Regions from separate parts of the Ovis aries genome. Here region 1 is linked to region 2. A link is a contact called in public Hi-C data. All regions are on one chromosome and are shown on one strand. The core of a region is the stretch at or near the end of the contact, and the rest is flanking DNA. Distances in the headings are between cores, read along the strand shown.

Evidence for each region. A called contact is a pair of places that touch in the nucleus more often than the background predicts.
Region 1: a contact with region 2 is called in a Hi-C map of hypothalamus, with 7 times the contacts expected there. The contact joins the enhancer-like site here to the promoter of ZNF608 in region 2. A contact is called at or near these places in 2 of 16 Hi-C or Micro-C datasets (hypothalamus and skin fibroblasts).

The regions. Positions count from the first base shown.
Region 1 is chr5:27,780,210-27,784,907 of ARS-UI_Ramb_v3.0, forward strand. No RefSeq gene overlaps it. Among named protein-coding and RNA genes, the nearest start is that of CSNK1G3, 160 kb to the right of the region's middle. Within about 2 kb of position 1,477, at least 4 of the 54 cell types and tissues checked have an H3K27ac peak or open chromatin away from gene starts, as enhancers often do. A contact at or near this core is called in hypothalamus, where this site is marked.
Region 2 is chr5:26,708,997-26,713,853 of ARS-UI_Ramb_v3.0, forward strand. It overlaps ZNF608 (zinc finger protein 608), which reads left to right and starts at 2,009. Exons shown (of 9, transcript XM_027969981.3): 1 at 2,009-2,297. The coding sequence starts at 2,256.

The DNA.
Region 1 (4,698 bases), core at 227-2,726, 1.1 Mb after region 2:
AAGTCACGGCCTGAAGAACTGACACATATTAATACTGGATGACACGCAAAACCCAGAACTTGGTCAGATCAGTGACTGCAACCTGATAACAAAATGAACATGCTCCCTTACTACAACTTACCAGGAAAGAAGCAAAATTCCAGGATCGAGAAACTTGAGAATGATGAAAGGAGGGTGGAAAATGGGAAGTGCAAGACGGAAAACTCTTAGGGAAGAGTCCTGCTGAAATTAAAGAAGAATTTTATCAAGGACAGACAAATTTGAAAACACTAAGTTCCCACTTGATAATAAATGAAAATTGACTTTTTTATTCACGTCACTTCTGTAAATCAAAGCCAAAGGGCCCATTTGTATTTTGTTACTCAAATTGGTATTACTGTTCTCATTGTTCAAACACTGACTGAATATTTACCTGCAAGTTATCTTTGCAGTTACGAAGGACGCGGCACAAGAAAGGCAAACAGAAAGCAAGCATCAATGTTTCTTTTATTGGAAAATGCTAAGTTGTGCCAGTGTTTCTTTGTCACATTTGCAATCTAGGAGGGAGAGGAATAAAACATACTGCAGTTTAAACTCAGAGCCTGATTATCAATGACCTTTAAACTCTGAAACCAGTGTTACTGCCCACATGGTAAATGCAATTATGAAATTTGATTTCCTATATGTTGTAGGCAATGAAATGTTTTAATTGACACTGATATATATTTGTAATAAGTTCTGTATAAATTAAAAATCAATGCCAATTCCAACTCCCTGGGTAATTTTTTATTGAATATGCAAAGATTTCAGGGGGGCTGGACATTTGCAAACAGCAAAACAACAAAAAACAAATTTGACACAGAACTCAACTATTCTAAACCCAGAAATGGTATCTGGCTACAGGGCTTATCAAAACCATTAAGCAAACGTGCCAAATCTAAGTTTGCTTCATAGTTTTGGGAGATTCCCACAACGTTATAGCAGGTAGGAGCCCCCAATTGCTTCACTATTTCTCCACTCACAGTCAGACTAAACCAGCAGCACAACCCAATTCCTTCTCTTTGCTGAAACCCTTCTATTCTGCTTTAACTGAGACACTGCTGAATGTAATGGAGCTGCCTTCACTGTAGTCAGGCTGGGTACCTGTATTCAGAGACCACACACTGTCTGAGATGCGTCATGCCTAAAACACTGACCCAAGTTCCTGTGACCAGGTTTTGATGGAACTACACTAACCAGAAAACTCAGCATGCATGGAACATGTGTGAACATGCATTCATCCATGCAAGAACACCCACACATATGCGTGCACATGTGCCCATCAAGTAACTGGTAAGAGGGCTGCAGTTGAGATTGTTCTGACTTCCAGTTGGCATTTCTGGGCAGGCAGTTCTCAGCACCTTCTTGCACCAGTGAGGGAGACAGCACTGTGCTGGGCTCTCAGGGTTTCAGAGCACAAAGTAAAAACAAGGCTCTCCTGAAAGGCAACCAGCTCCTCTCTAGTGCAGCCACTCAAGCACTTCTTCCTTTCTCAACTTTTGGCTGGAACTGAACAGCACATTACATACAGCAAAGCTTGCAGACTGGCAAAGCTGTCAGGGCTATTGTTTTCTTTCTCTTTTCCACATTGATTTCATCTGAGACTGAACATCACAGCAATTACGCCTGTCAGCTCTAGACCTTAACTTCCTATACGATTTAAGGAAGGAACATGAGGCCATCTGGAGATGCGTCCTCTTTACGAATTCCCATATGTATGCAATCAGACCCAGCAGGTGACTACAGTGGTGTCATTTAAATGTTCTTTTTCCAGGGGTCCAAACCAGGTAGCTTATCTCATAATGATAAATCTGAAAATGAGGATTATGTGCTTATGTTAAAAAGAAAAGGCACATAAGTGAATTGTGTAGCAATAGAAACTGTGTCTGACTAGGTTGTGAAAACCTGTATAAGACTAATGTATGACCTAATTTCTATAATATTTTTATATTTATTTGTGATATATATACATATTTATGACTATAACACTCAATAAAGCCATGGTAAGATACAGGTTTTTATTTACTTTTCACATATCTATATTTTATAAGCTTTCTTCAGTAATTTTGCATTACTTTTACTATAGAATCTTCTTTTAATTTTAAACTAGCATTAGATGAGCTACAGGAAGTATGTATAAGGAACATAAGTCTCCTTTTATAGACACAGAATATCCAAGCGTATATAAACAGAAGAAAATGTACAATTGTATGTAAGTAAACATACATAAAGCTCAGAAAATAGAGTTGAGCTTGTGAAAATAGCAGAGCTGGAATTGCCTCCCCAGAATATTTATATGCACCCACAAAGATATTTATATAAACTTGCCATCCATCCACAACTTCCCAAGTAACTTTTTTTGTCATTTTTGCAGTCCTGATGGCTCAGTAGAGTCTCTTTACAATACTGAGTACCCTATCCTAACTCTGACATATAAACTCAGATGGCAACGAATTATAATATGGGGAATCTTCTCTGGTAAAAGCTCAAAAAGCAAAATACCTATCAAACTTTTCCAAATGCCATGATTTTTTTAAGAGAAACAAGGAACCAAGAGAAAATAGGCAATGGTTAAAACAAAACAAAAATACTACTTTTTCTTTCGAGCCAAAAGCGCTAAATCGTAACTGCCTTGTAAATCTCTATCAATTTGTGCTCCATGTAAATCTCAAACGGGAATTCTCTTAGAAAACCTTCCCTAGAAAGTACTTACCAGGATGTTTATACAGTCATTACTGGTATGTTTTTCTCGGCAGGAAAAAAGTCACGGTTGCAGTTCCAATCTTTAGAGGGTACAAAAATGTATTTCAGGAGGCAGTAAGCCTTTTCACTAAAAAAAAAAAAAAAAGAAAAGAAAAGACTTTAGTTCTAACCATAATTAGAACTTCTCACAAAGAAATTGAGAAATGGGATTTTTCTTTATTGGTAGATCAATGGCTTTATCCAAGCAACAGTTCATGAATAAATCTCTTTTTAAAGATCTAAAATGTGACACAAGCTCATTATTAGAAAATATTCAAATAACTAAGCAGATAGCTTTAAGGGGGAAATGGTATGGTATTCTGAACTAGAGCTGCATCCTCAATGATGTATTTTTTTTAAACTATTGGAAAAATACATTTTTGGTTAGACTAAAGTGTATCTTCTTCAAGATCACTTTCCCTATATATTTCAACTGTAACAAAATAATGCAACACTAATCTGTAAGACTTTTTTCAGTAATAGATGTTTTTCTTCAGTAAATCAATGCAAAGGCTAATTGGGGTGGAAGGTGACTATCTCTCTTGGTTATAAATACATTTGCATTGCTATCAATCTTTTCCAGTACCAATGTTAAACGAGGCTGAACAACCTCGGGGAGGGAAAAAAAAAAAAAAAGTTCAATGTTAACATATAGTAAATGCTGCCATCAAGTGGCCAAAAAGAGAGTTGCTCTAACAAAAATAAAGTCAGCTAAATTACTAACAATGTTTAAAACCTGGATCCAATCTTATTTCGAGTTTGACAAGCATTTTTATTATAAAGAGGGGTTTTATAATAGGAGTTAAAGTAGTAAAAGTGAAGGTTGTTCAGCAGTGTCTGACTCTTTGCGATCCCATGGATTATACAGTCCATGGAATTCTTCAGGCCAGAATATTGGAGTGGGTAGCCTTTCCCTCCACCCCACTCCAGTATTCTTGCCTGGAAAATCCCATGGACGGAGGAGCCTGGAAGGCTGCAGTCCATGGGGTCGCTGAGGGTCGGACACGACTGAGCCACTTCACTTTCACTTTTCACTTTCATGCATCGGAGAAGGAAATGACAACCCACTCCAGTGTTCTTCCCTGGAGAATCCCAGGGATGGGGGAGCCTGGTGGGCTGACGTCTACGGGGTCACACAGAGTTGGACATGACTGAAGCGACTTAGTAGCAGCAGCCGCCTTTCCCTTCTCCAAGGGGAATCTTCGCAACCCAGGGATCGAACCCAGGTATCCTGCATTGTAGGCGGATCCTTTACCAGCTGAGCCACAAGGGAAGCCCTTTATAATAAAGAAGGATTTAAAACTACTACCTGAGGGCCAAAAGTGGCCCATGGTCTGTTCCTGTACGGCTCACAAGCTAAAACTGTGGCCTGCAAAAATCTGAGGGGAAAAAAAAAATTACAATACCCCCTGTAAGTGCATATTCTTTAGTTCTGGATACATTATTACTAAAGCATATATCCTTAACCCAGAGCCCATCTATGATGATATGCTGGTGACACTGAACTTGAACTATTTAATGTTAAAAGTCACTGAACTCTATTTTCTCATATTTAAAAATGTTTTATCTAAAAATCTTAGCACCTTATATGTACAAGCTTTGTTTTAATGATTTCCACTGTCCATTGCTTAAAATTAACTTTGAAGTAGATACGTCTGAGTCATGAGAAATAGCTTCCCTAGCACAGAGCATGAAACTTTCACATATTAGGCTGTGGAAAGCACAAATTTTTAACTTATTAAAGATTGGTCCTCAGATCTGTAGGAGTAACTGTTGTTGTTAGTCTCTAAGTTGTATCTGACTCTGCGACCCCATGGACTGTAGCCTGCCAGGTTTCTCTGCCCATGGGATTTCCCAGGCAAGAATACTGGAGTGGGTTGTATAATGTCAATTGATTTCCATTTTGCATGGCAGAGAATAAAAGTATAGCACAAAGAT
Region 2 (4,857 bases), core at 759-3,258:
TGCCCTGTTTGTCAATGTATAGCTTTGCTTTGAAAGTAAATCTTTTTAGGCAGATCTAAGTACTATTCTAGGACTTCCCTGGTGGCTCAGACGGTAAAGCATCTGTCTACAATGTGGGAGACCAGGGTTCGATCCCTGGGTCGGGAAGATCCCCTGGAGAAGGAAATGGCAACCCACTCCAGTTACTATTGCCTGGAAATATCCCAGGGACAGAGGAGCTTGGTAGGCTACACTCCATGGGGTTGCAAACAGTCGGACACGACTGAGCAACTTCACTTTCACTTTCAAGGACTATTATAGATTCATTCCTCTGGTTTATGTACCTCAGCAAGGGATGGAAACTGCTGTTTATTACTATTTGCAGCTTTGAATAAAGTTCATCTTGGGTAGTGAAACGACTAATTGGCAATAAAAAAAAGAACTAAAGATATTGAAAGTTCAAACACGAGTCACAGACGTTACCTAAAACATGTGACATATTTTTATTGATCCACAAGGTCATCACTGAATATTTACATCATAAGCAATCTTCTGCTAGCTCTAATTCACATTATATGTCCAGTTTGACTCAGTTAAGACACATTCTTAAATTTTAACTGTCATGCAGAAATTACAATCCTAGTAGTGCTGGATCTTTAAAACTTAGGATCATGACGCTTTCAATTAAATTTGAAAAGTCACCCTTGACTTTAAAATTTCCATATTACAGCTCCTAAAAGTGACAGAAAATAACAATGAAAAATTAAAACTAAAAGTGCTTTAAAAGCTTGATATATATAAATACATTCGCTTAAGTATATTCAGCGTTATATACAATACTGAACTTGTTATTTCATATTAACCTCTTTTGTCCTGTGACCGCAGAGTTCCATTAACTTGGTTGTTGGCATTTGTCCTACAATACATTCTAAAATATTTTCGTATTCTCAGTGAATCGCATGGTGTTGCCTTCTGAGGACTTTGACACTGGCTCTCCCCAAGAGGGGGTTAAATATTTGGAGTAAGGGGAACTTTGACAATCCCTCGGCTCAAAAATGGCACAGGGACTGTTTAAAGGGGTTAATCTTCCTAGTATATTTATCTCCCACAAATCGATTTTTAAAAAAATGAGGCTGGCCCGAGGTGTTAATATGGTTGGCTGGGACCTTATTTATTTTTAATTTTTTTGGAGCTGCCTAGGACCAGGTGGGAAAGCTTTGTTACTATTCCAGGGAAGAACCATTCACGTAGTGGTGGTTAAATGGTTGCTAGTGTTCACACTTCATTGCTTGTGGACCAGAAGCCTGGGAACAAAAGGGTTACTTGTTTCCCCACCACTGTGTCTTCACCTCCAGATCGATTTTTCTTATTTAATCAGCGAGTAAAATGAGAGACACAGGGAAAGAAAAAAAAAAAAAAAATTGGAAGAAGGGCAAAGTGGTGGGGGAGGGTTGAAAGCCAGAAGCTGCAATACAGAAAATCAGTCTTGGGAGTTCGCGCTGCCGAGTCCTCGCAACACGGAAGGAAAGCCAGCAAAACGCTCGCAGTCATTTCCACACAGCCAGCCTCCCTTTTCTCCTCGCTAGGCGCTAGTGGCTCATTTGGCTTCCCTGTGCCACCGAGCGATCACATACATTATTTCCCCCAAGATAACACAATCAAACTTGTATTTACCGACATCCTCTCCTCGCAGCCTGTTTGAGATTTAATAAATAAGTGTTTTATGTGAATGATGTAGTAATTGAAACGGGCGTACCATTTTTTTTTTCTTCTTCATCTTACTGCAGGAGGTTTCTCAACCCCAATCTGGTTGGAAAATAAAACGCTTTGTCTCCACAACCACCCCCCACCGCACCCCCACCCGTTCTCTGTGTGTGTTTTATACGTGTGTATATCTCAACCCCCTACAGTAGCCAAGAGAAAGCAGCTAACCAATGAGAGAGCCTAGTTTCATAAAAGCTGCTCTCTGATTGGCCCGATGAGAAAGGGCAATGGGAACAAAGAAAAGTCCCTTTCAGGTATAGAGGCTGAGAGCTCCTTTTGCTCCACTCCCCCTGTGTGTGTGTGTTTCAGTCCTGATTTCAGTGTTGCAGAACAAGCTTGTGTGTGTGCACCAGGGGGATTTTTCTTTTCCTTTTTTTTTCTTTTAATTTTTGCTTTTATAAAAAAAATACACAGGACAGTCTGTGACATTTGATGGTCCATCTTCTTTAATAATAAATTTGTTGAAGAGATTATAATTTCCAAAATAAAGCGGCTGCAACCAAACACATTCAATGCAGTTAGAAGGAAAAGGTCAACTCGATCCAATACAGACCGTAAGTACGGTTGCGTGGTGTGTCTCTCTATAGCACTTAGCGGGGACTTCATGCAGGGGAATGTGCGAGTTTTATGCATTGAAATGAGGAACTAGTTACAGGGTTTGGCTTTTGCATTGAGAACAACAACCCAAGAAGGGTGAATTTTTATTCAGTGGAGGGTGAAGCATTTGTAACTTCTTCACACAAATTAAGCTTGACTGGGCACTCGGGGTAACTTAAGAGTAAATTACCTTTGGGGCTCTCACCCAAGGAGAATAAAGTGACACAGTTACAAATCCTGATCTGCAGTGTCCATTCTCTAGCGCACCTCACCTCTCCCTCTCCTGTCCTAGCAGGGCAGGACCCTCCTCAAAACCGAGCCAGGAAAATGGGAGCAAGGGCAGAATAAGCCGATTTCTGTCTCTTGTCACATCCAGTGCCCAATAATTTAATATTAAACAAGGGAATAGTCACCCACTACATGTAATGGTTATAATTACCATTTTCCACCTCCTTAAAAAAGCAAGCTGCGAAAACACCATTAAGGGGGAAAAAATGCCCCACCCAACCCAAACAAACCCACAAATAGTAACAATGGTGTGTTTATTACAGGACCTGGCTTGGAGCTAGTAAAATGTTTTTCTTTGTTTAAGACATGAGGGGGGGTTCCCTAAAATCCAAGTAGTGTGGAGGTGCCCTATCCCCTCGACTAGTCTTCTCCATCCCTGGCCACTTGGCAAAGCCGACAAATTGGAGATAAGTTGAGGAAAGGTTTATAAGGTGTTTCTTTAAAACATCTGCTTTGCTCTTGTGCTCATTACATTTCACTCCTTCCGAACTTCCGAGAGCCTAGATCTGCGAGAAATGTTTCACATTCATAACTTGTAGCTGCTCCCACTGCAAGGGCGGGGGTGGGGTGGGGGGGAGGCGGCGAGGCGAGGGGAGAAGAGTGTGTGCAGGGGGAGGGGAGAGACCTTCAGGTTTTTTTTTAAAGACCAGATCAGTATTTTCTTGATACGCTTGTCACCATTTTTGTTCTCACGACAACCAATTGAGCCCTTGATCCTCACGTGATGTGAAAGGCTTGCACTGTAACAAAATCGCTCCTTTTAGATGGTTGGTTGTTGCTAACTCGCCCATCCCCCTCTCCCAGCCCCGACATTTCCAGCAAAGCGACTCTCCACTTCCAATCCATCAACAATTCATTACTGCTTTTAGCTTCCAAACGCCAGCTAATTAAAAATACTAAGCCAAGCTCCGGGGCCATCTGACTAAACACAGGAGGTGGTGGGTGAGGGAGGAGGAGGAGAGAAAAATAAAAAGGAGGCGCACCGTTTGCTGCGACTATAAATGGGAAAAACTGTCCTGAAAAAGGTCGCCTTAAAAAAAATTTTTTTTTTTTACTCTAATTATCGAATTACCACATGACTGATTGGCTTGAGCGACAGCGGATTTTTCCCCCCCCCCTCGGGGACTATACTAGGAACTCGGTTCCTTTTTCTTAAAACAACATAAAACAGGAAAACATCACATCCTTTCAGGTTTCGAAGACTGAACCAATTTTAAACGCCGTTATTTTCCCCACCCCGCCGCCCGCCGCCCCGAGCGAATGCTGTTCTAACTGGTTTATCAGCTCACTGAATCATCTGCTCCCCTCCCCCTCCACACCTTTCTTTTTCTCCTCTGGTTCAGCTTCTCATCCCACCCTTTCCTCCTCCTCTTCCTCCTTCCCCTCGGTCCCTCTCTCTCCCCCACCCCTTTCCCCCCTCCTTTCCTCTTAAGTTAGTTCAAGAAATCAAATCTGTCAGGACGGGCGGAAAAATGCCACTTCCCGACTAACAGGCGGAATCCAGCCCAGATTTTCAGTCCTTTCTCCTTATTCTTTCTTCCCTTTCACTAATTTATCCCGATGTTAGCACATTCTGTCTTGTTACTAGCGGACGCCTGTAGGTTTGCTACATGGGATCATTACTTACTGATCACGGTGACTCTGAAGTCTGGAACTGAAGGCGGAATGAGAAGTTGGGAAAACTTTTTTCTCTAAGCGCTCTCTTTTTTAAAACTATTATTCTCGATGCTTGTTAAGAGGAAAAAAAACCCTTTGGTGCTTCTGTTGTGAATGTGAAACATTATCTTCCAGCTGTACAGTGACACATTTTTTTTAAGGAGAAAAGGACTGATCCGTTTGCCAAAGGGGGGGGTGGGGAGGTGGAATAATGTTATCGAGTGATTATTCTGGCTGAGATGTGTTATTTGGTTCGTTCCTTCTTGATCATTTGGTGTTTAAGTAAAATGAGGCACAGGCTTGTTTGCCGAGTGGAGTGGGAAAGGCATTTTGATTTGCTGGCCTAATTAAAAAATGATAAAGGATTAAAGGTAAGCAATGTCTGTGTGTGTGTGTATGTATATTTATTTTTTTTTCCTTGACAATCAACTGTTAAAAAGGGGCTGATCCCTTTAAAAACCGTTTTAACTGATCTTTGTCAAACACACACTCATTTGCGGTCATTGAGGCCACCTTGGCGCAGATCACTTAAAGTGTATGTCTTAATCAGTTTCCCGTACAGTCAGTAGCACC